Linked DNA regions of Zea mays: regions 1 and 2 are each linked to region 3. The links are chromatin contacts, called in public Hi-C maps. All regions are on one chromosome and are shown on one strand. Each heading gives the region's core, a stretch centred on a gene start, on an enhancer-like site or on the middle of the called end of the contact. The rest is flanking DNA. Distances are from core to core; before and after follow the strand shown.

What was found. A called contact is a pair of places that touch in the nucleus more often than the background predicts.
Region 1: a Hi-C map of ear shows a contact between it and region 3, with 2.6 times the contacts expected there. The contact joins the promoter of LOC542286 here to the promoter of LOC100283360 in region 3. A contact is called at or near these places in 3 of 25 Hi-C or Micro-C datasets (ear, leaf mesophyll and tassel).
Region 2: a Hi-C map of leaf shows a contact between it and region 3, with 6 times the contacts expected there. The contact joins the promoter of LOC100276679 here to the promoter of LOC100283360 in region 3. A contact is called at or near these places in 12 of 25 Hi-C or Micro-C datasets (bundle sheath, ear, endosperm and 4 more) and 1 of 3 datasets of contacts at active chromatin or transcription factors (seedling).

Annotation. Positions count from the first base shown.
Region 1 is chr2:42,788,257-42,792,459 of Zm-B73-REFERENCE-NAM-5.0, reverse strand. It overlaps LOC542286 (anthranilate synthase homolog1), which reads right to left and starts at 2,419. Exons shown (of 8, transcript NM_001305858.2): 1 at 2,265-2,419; 2 at 1,994-2,169. The coding sequence starts at 2,376.
Region 2 is chr2:42,770,076-42,774,287 of Zm-B73-REFERENCE-NAM-5.0, reverse strand. It overlaps LOC100276679, which reads right to left and starts at 1,865. Exons shown (of 3, transcript NM_001150406.1): 1 at 1,566-1,865; 2 at 1,347-1,422; 3 at 1-959. The coding sequence starts at 1,631. The coding sequence ends at 58.
Region 3 is chr2:42,623,708-42,628,102 of Zm-B73-REFERENCE-NAM-5.0, reverse strand. LOC100283360 (UBA and UBX domain-containing protein) reads left to right here and starts at 1,779. Exons shown (of 4, transcript NM_001156261.2): 1 at 1,779-2,094; 2 at 3,846-4,143. The coding sequence starts at 1,922.

The sequences.
Region 1 (4,203 bases), core at 1,170-3,669, 160 kb before region 3:
TCAGGAACTAGGAGACACTCCATTGGCAACCTGATCTTAACCATTTTGATATCTAACCCCATGAAAAAAAATGTACACTAAGGTGCTGTTTGGTTGGATTATTTTGTAGTGTGATCCGATCACATCGCTACTCGATTGCAATAATTATTGTTTGTTTCACGTATGTTGTAATCGGATTGCATGGGAATAGATACAGGCGTCCAGCACGTTGATTATGCCTGATCCTGGGCGGTAACCGCTTACGCTGTCGTCAGCGTCAAAACAAACTTGCTTTCCGATTGCCGCAACGGGACCAAACAAAATAAGTAAATTGTTGACTCACTTCCCGTTCCATTACCTATGTTGCCTTTGTAGAAACAAACAGTACCTAAGTTCCAGTGCAAAGCTATTCTCGGCAGAAAAAAGAAAGGTAGCAAAGACTTGAAGATACTCAACGGAAATGGGCACAGAATCTGTTAAGTCGGTAGCTACCAAACAAACATAGTGTTCGTGTTTTAAGTCCGAATTTTGCAATAAAGGAACGTTATAAGCATACTGTGGAAAAGGGAACACGATAACACATGATCCACACAACACCAAGAATAAAGAATGCTGTTATGATTCTGGTTTTACCGTTATATTATCGACCTAAAAGTGCAATTTTCAAGCAAGTGTGCCTACTGCCTACAAAAGGTTTCTTATGTAACTTTGTTTACACTTTACAGAGAGTGACAACATAGTCGTTTAGGACGTGAATGTGACAGATGGGTATTTCCCCCCAAGTATGGATGCCTACTAATAGCAGATACAAATTCCATCAAAAGGTTCATAATGTATAACAGCATCATGGAATACATTCCTAGCATCCTTGTGATCATTATATCCTATCAGTTGATCTCATTACATGCACACTTGAAAAAAGCACGATGCAATTGCAAAGCGACAATAAAAATCATAACATTGTCACAAACAAACAAATTTACTAAAAACACAGACAAAAAATTGCATGTATATGCATATAATGCATCTTACTTTGGAACTAAGACGGTTCGCTGGGGTTGCACCTAGAGCTCTAGGGGCACCCTAAGCCGCAATGGTTGCCTCTAAAGAATACCCCAAATTTATGCGTAGGTCCTCCTACCCCTAAATCTAGGGTGTTCTTTCTCTTTCCCCTAATTTTTTATACTCTAAACTAAGAATTAAACATAGAATTAATATGTACGTGTCGTTTTAGACTATGACAAATACATATGTAAAAAACTAATTAAAAATATATTAGGAATATGGTGTATTATGCATAGGGAGATGAATTTAGAGGGAATCACTACGGGTGTTCGTATTTAGAGGGATGGAATCTTTTAAAGGGTGTGAAGAAATGGGCTTTAGGGGGATGATATGGAGGGAACCGCTGCGGATAGTCTAACATCACGAGTGAAACGTGAAAGGAACTATTCCAGTTCTGCACAGCCAGGGGCAGATCTAAACCCCGGGCCACCCGGTCCGTGGCCCGGGGCATGATCCATACAAGTCCATATAAATTTATTTGATCCAGTCTAAAAAATAGTTAATATAAAAAGGAAGGGAAGGAAATTTAATGGACTTGACTTGGCCCTCGGCATAAGAAAATTCTAGATTCACCCTGCACACAGCAATTCATCTTGCAAATATTCTTGAACTAACATCGTGAGCAACACATGAAAGAAACTATCCCACCTGGGCATAGCAATTCATCTTGCAACAACCAAACACTACACAACTCAACGAGGGAAGATGTCCAAACAAATGTCCAGAAATGCTTGCTGCAGCTGCAACCAGATGTGTAACCGCAAACAGGAACTATGGTACGTGCAAAGTATGAACCCACCCCACCTGTGTGGCCACAGCCCGCAGGCAGAGGCAGCCGCCACTCATCTCCAGTCGCAAGGATACCGCACGCACAGATCACATATAACCCACACCATATTTCGGAAGGGAACAGGCCCCCCACAACAGGAAACATAGAACGACAAATTACCTGGCAGAGGTTGTATGTGAAGCTGTCGTAGTTGTCGATGACGATGATGGGCTGCTTCTCCGTGGCCGGGCGGCCGTCCAGGTCGGCCACCGGTGCCGCCGCGGCCGGCCCCGCGGCGGCGACCAACGGGAACGCCGCTCCGTTTCCCTTAACCGACAAGCCAGCGCTCGCGAAACCTGCGGGTGGTACGCAGATACAAGCGGCCCGTCAACAGTGCGGCGGACCAAGCCAGGAAGGGGGGGAGAGAGAAGGTGGAAGAGGCGATTCGTACGAGGCGTCGACCGGAGGCGCGCGAAGGCGGAAGCGGGAGAATGCGCCGGGGAACGAGCCGCCGCTGCGGCGGGGGAGGAGACCCCCGCGGCGGCGATGTGGGAGCAGGCCATCTGGGCGGTGCCGGTAGGGAGGGGGCGAGGGTGGGCGGAGGTGTCACGTGTTTGTAGAGTGGGCGAGGTTTTGCTGCCTCTATAAATAGAATTTTACAGACATTGGTGAAAAAGAAAACGTTTTTGGGTCAGGCTGATATCTGGGGTTTTTATCGTTTAAAGTTTAATAATTAACGACAGGAGAGAGAGAGAGAAAGACTGAAAGAGAGAGTCGCGTGGAGCAGCTGCAGCAGCGCATTTTCCTCGTTTTCCACTTCGCGCCGCCGCCACCGCGCACTGACGTGACGTGGTGTGGTGCTGGTGTCCCGCCCTGCCCGGAAGGGAACAGGTAAACACCTGCGGATCTCCGGTGCTGCGACGTCGCGGTCAAAACGGCACCAGTGATCTCGCCGGAGACGCCGGTCTCACTCCGTTGCATCTTCTTTATTGTTTTAAAAAAGAACGAGTGGTGCTGGTATTGGTAGGTGAATGGAAGGGGGGGGAGGAAGTAGCGGATTGGGTTAGATTCGAGCCTAGCGCATGCGTCCATCGATTTTAATTTTAAAATGTTCAGGGGTGGGGCAGGAATCGGTCGACAGTCCATGCATGCGATCTCTATCCGATCCCGGGCGAATGAATCGGTCGTCCGTATCTGTATTGAAGAGAGATGACTGTACTTGCCGCTGTTAAAGTGAAGTTCCTTGATCGACAAAACGCTCCTAGCGAGCGGAATTGATAGCTAGGATAAATAATTGGCTACTTTGGAATCTCGGGCGGAAATATCTGTTGCACTCTACTTTTTATGCTCCAAACTGTCTACTACTAGATTGGATTAAAAAACTAGAAATAGCATGCAAGTCTTTACACCGGCAAACAACACGTGCAAGGATTGAGTTATAAAAGAAACACCGTGCAAGGACCTCGTTTGGTTTTAATCTTTCAACTGTGTTTTGTCACAATGAATTGCAGCAGCAGCAACATTTTGAATAACTGGTTTTAATTCGAAGCGAACAGCTGTCTCTCTCTATTCTAGCAATTGTGCTGTCCAGCGCCACGGACAGAAATTTTCGCTTCTTCACGAAGTTGTACATGAAAGACGACTCTGTGATACCCGATTTCATTGTTGAACACCTGCAGATGAGACTAAATGCAAACATCAGCATGGATCTCTCATCTCTGCATGGATTTCTCCGATGAGGAAATAAGCTAGTGATGATCTATTCCAAATAGGACTTATAAAAGCCCAGGTTCCGGTACTTTTCCAGGTAGATTTATCCAAAGAAATTAGGATCTTCTAGAAGACGATGTGACCATCAAAGGGATCAAACAGTTCTTCCTTTCCACTCATATGTCTGAAGGCGTGCAAATGACACATTAATTATGCTAATTCCGAAAGAAAAAAAAACAAAACAAAGATGCAGACGGCCTCAAAGATTACAGACCAATATTTTGTGCAACGTCGTCATCTGGCTCTGCAAAATGTTTGGTGTTAACAAACTCTGTCCCATCTTGAAAGAGATTATTGTGCCAATTAGCCCAAAGTGCTTTGATTCCCGGTCATATGATCTTGGTGTTGGAGGTCGGAGACGACGAGGAGGAGACCAACGTGCTACCTAGAGCTTCGCTGCACCGGCAGATGTTCTCGGACATGGTGGCCAATGGCGACGGTGACTTGAGCTAGCATGGACTGAACACAGTCATTGAACGCCTGAACGTCATTGCAAAGTAGCAAAGGCTGCAGCAGCAGGCAAGATGGTGTTTTTTTATGGAGATTGCAGGCAAGATGTTCTTCGGAATGCAACACTGGACCCGAAGACTTCTATATTTTTCACGAATAAAATAAGCTAT
Region 2 (4,212 bases), core at 616-3,115, 150 kb before region 3:
TGACAGTAACATGCAACGGGTAGCGCTACAACATAGATCTAGCATAACCCTGGCAGTTTAGTAACTTGGACCCATGCTACAAGAACGGGACAGTCGCTTTTCCATCTCTCGTCCAGTCCCAACTGTTGCTCTTGAGCCACCTCCACCGCCGCCTTCTGCTGCAGAAACTGTGTTGTATTGCTTCCTGCAACCTGGGCAGCGCCCATCTTCCACCAAGATCCTGTTGTGGCAGAAGAGGCACATGTGAAACCCACAAGGACAGGGACAGAAGCTCGAATCTGTCAGGTCAAGATCGTCACAGCAAATGGGGCACGACAGCGGCAATGAAAGAATTCCCTGCTGCGCAGCACTCATTCCCATATCCTGCCAGCGGTTACCAATGCTTGCTGGGAAGCTGGTCTGCTTGGAGATGCTGGGTAAGCTCTGTGGTCGAAATATGTCATCCGGTGCCCAAGCCCTTGTCTTGCTTTGAATCGGTTCTGGTTTCGCTGCATGAGAAGGTTCTGCAGTGGTCGGAGCTTGTGGGAGTGTCGGTGTGGGACCTGAACTCTGGTTACAAGAACTGTCATCGACATAAAGCGCATCAGCAGCCATTTCCCAATCATCGAAGACTTCACTCTCATCCTCAGGGCCGCCTGTATCCTCCTCAGCATCACTCACACTCCTTGAGCTGGACCATACACTGCTTCCACTGCTGAGGCTGGGACCACCGCCATTGCCAGGGAACCCCTTCCTCTGAGGGCAGTCACCACTTTGGCGCTTGTCTGAGCCTGGGGAGTCAAGGCCACTGCCATCTGCCTCAAGGCCAGCAGCAATAGCCTCATCCCTATCCTCCGGATCACTGCCCCTTGATCTGGAATCAGCACGGCGACGAGGAAGTGGAGGGTGCGGGGAAGCGAGTATGGGCGACCCAGAAACTGCTCCTGTTGGCGAAGCTGCAGATTTGGCATCCTTATTGCCTGAACCAATCCAAAACGAAATGGTATATCAGATTTAAAACGAATCCATAAAAAAGAACACAAACTTTACAGCTATATAACCACAATCCCCAATCAACGAACAGACGTAGCATTCAGAAGCAGCACCTGAAAAACATAAATTTCAGAAGTACGTCTCAGAGAAGATAACCTTGATCCGACGCATGGAGAGCTTAAATCCAGAAGAAGGTCAAAACGTCTCACAAAAAATATCATAACTTTGTATATAAAAACCGCGATCCAACGCATGGAGAGCTCAAATCCGTCATGCACACCACTGCCGAATCGTCAATCGAAAACCAGAAATCCCCAAAATCACAAACACGGATTAAGACTAATGTATCGCACAGACCAGACATGAGATCAGACCTTGCCCCCTAGACAGAAACTGCTCACGGCGTGTGTCGCGCTTGCTCTGCTTCAGCTTCGCCGCCGAGCGGCTCCCCTGAAAGGAACACCATAAAAGGACAGAACTCAGATCAGATCGGCACGCTGCGCAATCAAATCAAACCAAACCAAACCAAACCAGGAACCGAACCAGAGAGATCGCCCCGACCCCACCCCGAAAGGAAAATAGCCCGCTCTTACCCTCTTCTTCTTGGAGTCGCGCGCGGCGGCCGCCGATGCGGGCGATGCAGCGTCGCTGTTGCCCATTTCTCCTTGTAGTGAGTGGCGGCGGCGGACAGATGCGCGGCTGCCGGTCGTCGTCGACGCGCGTGCGTTGGGAGGAGCGAGGGTGCGGAGGATGGGGGAGCAGGAGCGAGAAAACCCTAAAAAGCGATGCGGCGAGCGGCGAGAGGAAGGCGAACCGATGGGTGGATAGATAACACGGCACACGGGGGCGGAGTTTTAGTGGAAAGAAAGGAGGAAATGGAGACGAAATCTGTTGGGCCTTTTCGTTTGGGGCGTCCGTTGCAGTTTGATCCAGAGCGGCGCTCTCTGAGAAAATGACGGAAATACCCTCCTCCGAGGGAGAAGGTGCCGTCGGATCGGGTCCCTCCGATCCGCGCAGGGGCGAAAGACGGGACGGGACATACCTGAGTGCTGCCTCGTTTCCGTGAGGATCTTTTCTTTGGCCGGGGGTGTGAACGTTTTTTATATATTTTTTATTTATAATTAATAAATGATATCAATGTTTATAATATTAATCTATATCTATTCTACATCTAATATTATATTAATGATCTAGCGGATTTAAACGGACTGATACAGCTGCAATCCATAAAGACAGAATATTATATACAAAAGTAAAGGCCATTTCGAATTAAAGTCAAACAAACATGCATCTTTTTTGTCTAGTTTTTTCTAGTCTATCCTCATCCTCTTATGTCTACTTGTGTCGCTGTGGACACACAGTAAAATTCTAAAAAGAATATTAGAGAGAACGCAGGCAAGTGACGTATTAAATCTGGCATGATCAAAAACCTACATGTGGTCAGTTTAGATAGGTTAAGGCTATGATAGGCATAATATCTTATATTATTTTCCTACTTATCGACTAATGAACACAAAGGCGAAGAAAATTATAACTTCAAGAACCAACATAGCACCATGACCACCTAGTTTCCCTTTGCACTTTGCTCTAGCAAGAGTTATAGGTTATTGGACCCTATGTGAGAATGAATCCCTATGTTTCTGGATGAATCCTCCAAAGAGGTGGCGTAGCGACCTCTTTAGTTTGTTAGGATTGTGTATCTGTGTTGGGAGACTCATGTGCCTCTGAATGTATGCCCATAGTATTCAGTTTGTTCCCCTTTTATATAGAGGGAGGAGAGAGTTTACATGTTAGTTGGACGATGGATTTGGTTAAATAAGAGCCAATAACCTCGATCTTATTCTGGTCACAAAGCCATACGCGGAGTCATGCCCTCGATCATGGCATCAGGGATATCCTTCTTATGTTGCTTATATAGATGTTGGAGTTTATGTCATGGAATACGGTGGAGTTGGTAGTCGTTGTATCAATTTATACTCATCAATGCTTCATGATACATTGGCATGCCCACACATGGCTACAAGGGTGATGCACATACCAAATAGTGGTCTTTAGTACCATGCTGCCTAAGCCATGGTAATAGTGCATCTGTCATGTTGTAACATTGAACATCACATATTTAATGTGTCATATGGGAGTCATGTTCGAAATGCCAGTGTTATGGGTCTATAAAGAGTAGGTATTGAAAGTCGCCTAGAGGGGGGTGAATAGGCAAATCTAAAATTTATAAACTTTAAGCACAACTACAAGTTGTGGTTAGCGTTAGAAATATAATTGAGACCGAAAGAGAGGGCAAAAACAAATCACAAGCAAATAAAGAGTGTAACACGATGATTTGTTTTACCGAGGTTCGGTTCTTGCAAATCTACTCCCCGTTTAGGTGGTCACAAAGACCGGGTCTCTTTTAACCCTTTCCCTCTCTCAAACGGTCACTTAGACCGAGTGAGCTTTTCTCCTCAATCAATTGGGACACTTAGTCCCCACAAGGACCACCACACAATTGGTGTCTCTTGCTTTGATTACAAAGTTGTTGAGAACAAGAAATGGGGAAGAAGAAAAGAGATCCAAGCGCAAGAGCTCAAAGAACACGGGCAAAACTCTCTCATCTAGTCACTAATTGCTTTAAGTGGAATTGGAACTTGAAGAGACTTTGATTCAATCTAATTGTGTCTTGTATTGAATGCACTAGCTCTTGTATTGAATGTGTTGGCTGAAAAACTTGGATGCCTTGAAGTGTGGTTGTTGGGGGTATTTATAGCCCCAACCACCAAAATGCCCGTTGGTGAAGGCCGCTGTCGATGGGCGCACCGGACAGTCCGGTGCGCCAGCCACGTCACCCAACCGTTAGGGTTCGACCATTGGAGCTCTGACATGTGGGGCCACCGGACAGTCACTGTTCACTGTCCAGTGCACCTTCTGGCGCCTGCTCTGACTTCTGCGCGCGCAGTCCGCACTGTAGTGTTGTCAGCCGACCGTTGAACTCGACCGTTGGCGCAGTAGTCGTTGCTCCGCATGGCACACCGGACAGTCCAGTGCTACACCGGACAGTCCGGTGAATTATAGCGGAGAGCCATTTCTAGAAACCTGAAGCTGAGCAGCTCGAGTGGATTCACCCTGGTGCACCAGACACTGTCTGGTGGTGCACCGAACACTGTCCGGTGGCCCACCGGACAGTCCGGTGCGCCAGACCAGGGCTGCCTTCGGTTTCTTTTGCTCCTTTTTATTTGAACCCTTTCTTGG
Region 3 (4,395 bases), core at 530-3,029:
ATTCATGACTCTATTGAGCTAAAGCTTCCCCCGGCTTCCAAAGATAGATGACATATCTTCGTGCTCCCTAGTAAGATAATTTACACATATCTCATTACACTTTTCCTTTATCAACCTATGCCATCCAACCGAAGGAGCCTTGTATGAAGATTGTTCCATAAAACCAAAAGCTAGTGTAACAGGTTCTCCATCTTTTGACTTCACCTCCTTCCTTTGTAATATTGAGCCTTGTACGAAGAAGCTTTCATGCGACGAAGGCCAGGATCTGCGCTGCGGAGAAAGGAGAAAATACAATGTTGCCCTGATGTAATTTATAAATAATGTGTGTAAAGCCTTGAGGGGTATGATTGTAATTTTTGTATAAAAGTGATTTGTCTTTCCTATAAATAGATGAACATTGTCATGTATAAGGTACCTTTTTAAGGGCCAAAGCTTCGTGTTGCTTAGACTTCGAAGAACCTTCGTGTCACCTTGTGTTAAGGAGCCGAAGGTATGCTTGTAAACTCATTTGACATAAAGGAAGATTGAATAAAAATGCTAAAGCACATGAGATGAGTTTCACACAACGCTTTACATTGTCTTTTCATATTGTTTCATTCACATTTTCTTTTGAAGACCTTCATCCTTCGCACCAACACTTCGAAGAAGTGTTAAACCAAAGGACGAAGGTCACAATATTTAACTTGTGTTGCCTTGATCTTCGATACCTTCAGGGGATTGAAATCAAGTACCAACATTTACCGAGGTTCAACTTTGAAGAGCTTACGTCCCCGTTGTGGTGTCCCAAAGGACGAGAGTTGCACCCAACCCTTCTCAAGTGATATAAAGATCAAACTTGAGACCACAATTTTCTCTTATATCAGTTTCCGTACAGAGATCTCCATAGATCAGAGTATCTTGCTAGCCATACACAAGTTGATGGGAGCTTGATATCCAATGAATGCAAGAGGGAGAAAGAAAGCACACACAAGAGCACAATCACAACACCAAAATATCGAAGAATACAGGCACAAAACTGAACCAAAGCTCTCTCTCGCAAATACTGGCACTTGGATCACTTTAATGTGCATCACTGATGCTTGGAATGAAAGCCTATGATCTTGTGTGAATTGGTGTGTTAAGGGGGCTCGTTTTGGTGTATATTTATAGCCCCAAACTCTCAAATAGCCATTGGAAAGAGCATGCATAGATCTGTTTTCTATTAGCGCACTGGACTAGTCCTCGGGCCACGTCGCGGTAACTGTTGCGGTAGTGGAGACTAGGTACTGAGCAGTTAATTGTGGTATGGCTGCATCTCGGGCTATGCGCACTTCATCTGACCCCTGGGCCTTTTGTTCGATTCACCCAACCCCTGTTTGTTTCCATTTCGTCCGACCTTTGAGAGATTCAGTCTTACCCTAGGGTTCGGCCTTCGGACGAGACGGAGATTTTCTCGTAAGATCGACTGTGACTTTTTAGAATGTTCTTATTTCTTATGACCCGTGGGTCTAGGATTTTTAACACCGACACCCCACGGTTAATTCATGGCGTTCACCGCGCTTCTGCACGACCGACCTTCTACGACGGTTTGGCATATTCTATCTCGAGTCGGATAACGACTATATGCAAACGTGTGATATCTTTTCTATCTTAAAATTGACTTTATAAATAATATTGTTTATAGAATAAAATAATAAAATCAATATTTTAAATAATTATATGTATTATCTGCGGATCACAATTCCTAATATACCCGCTCCCATATGTCACGACTCACGACCCTCGCGCCTTCGCGAGTCTCTCTCTTTCTCTCGAGTCTCGACACACCACAGCGGAAGCGGCTCGACTCGCTGAGTGACAAGACGCGACGCGACGCCAAGCCAAGACCAAATTACCAAACCCTACCCCTTCGCCGCGACCGCGATCCCCCACATCGTTGGCGATGAGCTCCTCCTCCAACAGCGGGAAGAAGCCGGCGCCCGCCGGCGGCCGCGGGGGGCCCACCATCCGCACGCTCGCCGACATAAACCGTGGCCCTGCCGGTTTCCCAGGTGCCGGAGGCGGCAGCAGCGATGACGACGAGCCCCAGGAGTACTACACCGGCGGCGAGAAGAGGTATATCTCAGCCTCTCTCGGGGGCCTGTGTTTCCTGATTGACTTTGCTGGGATTTTCCTGCGATCGTGCGTACGGGCATCGTAACCGCTGCCTCCTAGTTTTGTGGTCTAGTTAGGTCGTCTGGTTAGAGTGATAAGCGGCTTCAGCCTTCAGGATGAAGTCTCTGATCCTCTGAACTTTACGGTCTTTCGTGTGTTACTTTTGCGCGGATTTGACTTTGTTTTCCATGTGAGCTGTGCTATATAGGGCAACCGTGACTTCTGTAGATGTGGTATGAGCGATAGCAGTACCGTCTCATGCTCCCAAGTTGCAACTTATAAAAAATTTGTCTGTTTTTTATTCTTCAGAAGAACTATGCACTGTTAGCCTACCCTTGGCGTGCTTTGGGAAGTGAGCCTGCTTATAGATTTTGGACCACAGGATATTTCTTTCTCCGCACACGTATCATGTGAAATTGCGAGTGATCTGAACTAGAGCTGTTTCTGCATTGAACTGACAATGCTAAATTAATACAACTGCTACAGAATAAAAACAATTGAGTTCAAACTTGGGGCACATATGCTGACTGAAATTGAACGGAGAATTGTCCAAGCCCTTTGGTGCATTAAATTGTACATACACCTCAAATCATGACGATGCAAATTTGGTCACATGAAGACGTGCCATTCAAATATTATTATCTTTAACCCATAATGTTCTTATCCTTATTGCTCTTAAATTGCATTGTGCTTTGTGTGAGGAGTAATAAGCATCTGATGCAGTTAGTATAGTTAGTAGCATGATTAAATCACGCAACAGAGGAAATATGTATTTATGGGACATATTGCTTGTTATTTAAATTTTGGTGTAGCTTGCGCACAAATACAATTATATGGAAGAAAAGCACGTCATTCCTCTGGCATTGCTAGAATGGCTTTGGGTATATCAGATGCCAGTTCGAGTGTGTGCTTTTAGGCCTTGCTCGAGAGTGTTTCCTCTTGTGCCTTGGTTATCCGAACTAGAAATGCCAGGACAATTGGGGAAGGGTCCCTCGGGCGGGATACGAGATGACGAAATGTGTATGACGAATTGTCTATTCGAGAAAGGCGCTGACTACAGCTCATTCCTTGGATGCACCATAGGCCTGGTGCTAGAATCAGGTACCGTCATAACAACAACGACAACAACAACAAAGCATGTTAGTTAGTCCCAAGCAAGTTGGAAGGCTCGAGTTGAAACCCAACAAAAGCCACAAGTCAAGGTTCAATAACTCATAGGTGTGTTGCTAGAATCTGATACCGTTGACGGTATTTTTGATCTGGTTGGCACTCTTAGGTGTATTGCTGGAGGAGGGTTCTTATGTGGGAGTAAAAAGGAAGGCAAATCCCAAGAGGAACAACAACTTGTGAGCTTATTTTTGGCTTCAGATTGACTATGAAATGAAGGGCTATCGAATAGAAAGTAATGTTCATAGTTAATACTCCGCGTAAAAGTGTTTTTTTTTTTACTTTGAATGACAAGGAAATATGTTGTAGCTTTACGGTCCATTACTTGCCTTATTTTCGAAGGCATCTTGTTCCATTTTTTGGACCGCGCTTTATTTCATCTAGATTTTATGCAAAACATGGACATGATCTCCTGATCGTTTAGCTCAATATTTGGCTTTACAGAGAATCTCCACAAATTTATAGGGGATTTAAGTTTGTAACTTGACCTTGTGCCTTTTTGTTTGTTGCATGAGTAATTTGATATTTATCTTTGTAATGTCCAGTGGAATGCTTGTTCAAGATCCAACAAGAAGAAATGACGTGGATGCAATATTTGAACAAGCAAGACAGGCGGGCGCTATCCATGGAATGCCCCCTTTTCTTGGTGGCGAGTCTTCCAGCTCTAGGAGCTTTACTGGGACTGGCCGACTTCTTACAGGGGAGACAGTACCATCTGCTGCACCTCAGGAACCAGTACCAATTCGAATACGCCACAATATACATTTGTGGAACAATGGCTTTACTGTGGATGATGGTCCACTGAGATACTACGATGATCCTGAAAATGAAGAGTTCCTTGAGGTGATCTTTTTTCATGATATTTGTGAATGATTTGATCTATTCCAAAAGGGGCAAACCCAGTGCCGGAGGCACCCACATGAGTGAGGTCTAGGGAAGGGATAAACCGAGGAAAGCCTTCCCCTCACAAATGCAGAGAGACTGCTTCGACCCCGTGGCCTGGTGACTTATTGAGACAGCTCTCACCACTGCATTAGACCTGCTCTTCCGATTTGATCTATTGCAATTTCCATGTATTCTCTCTTTTCTCAACAA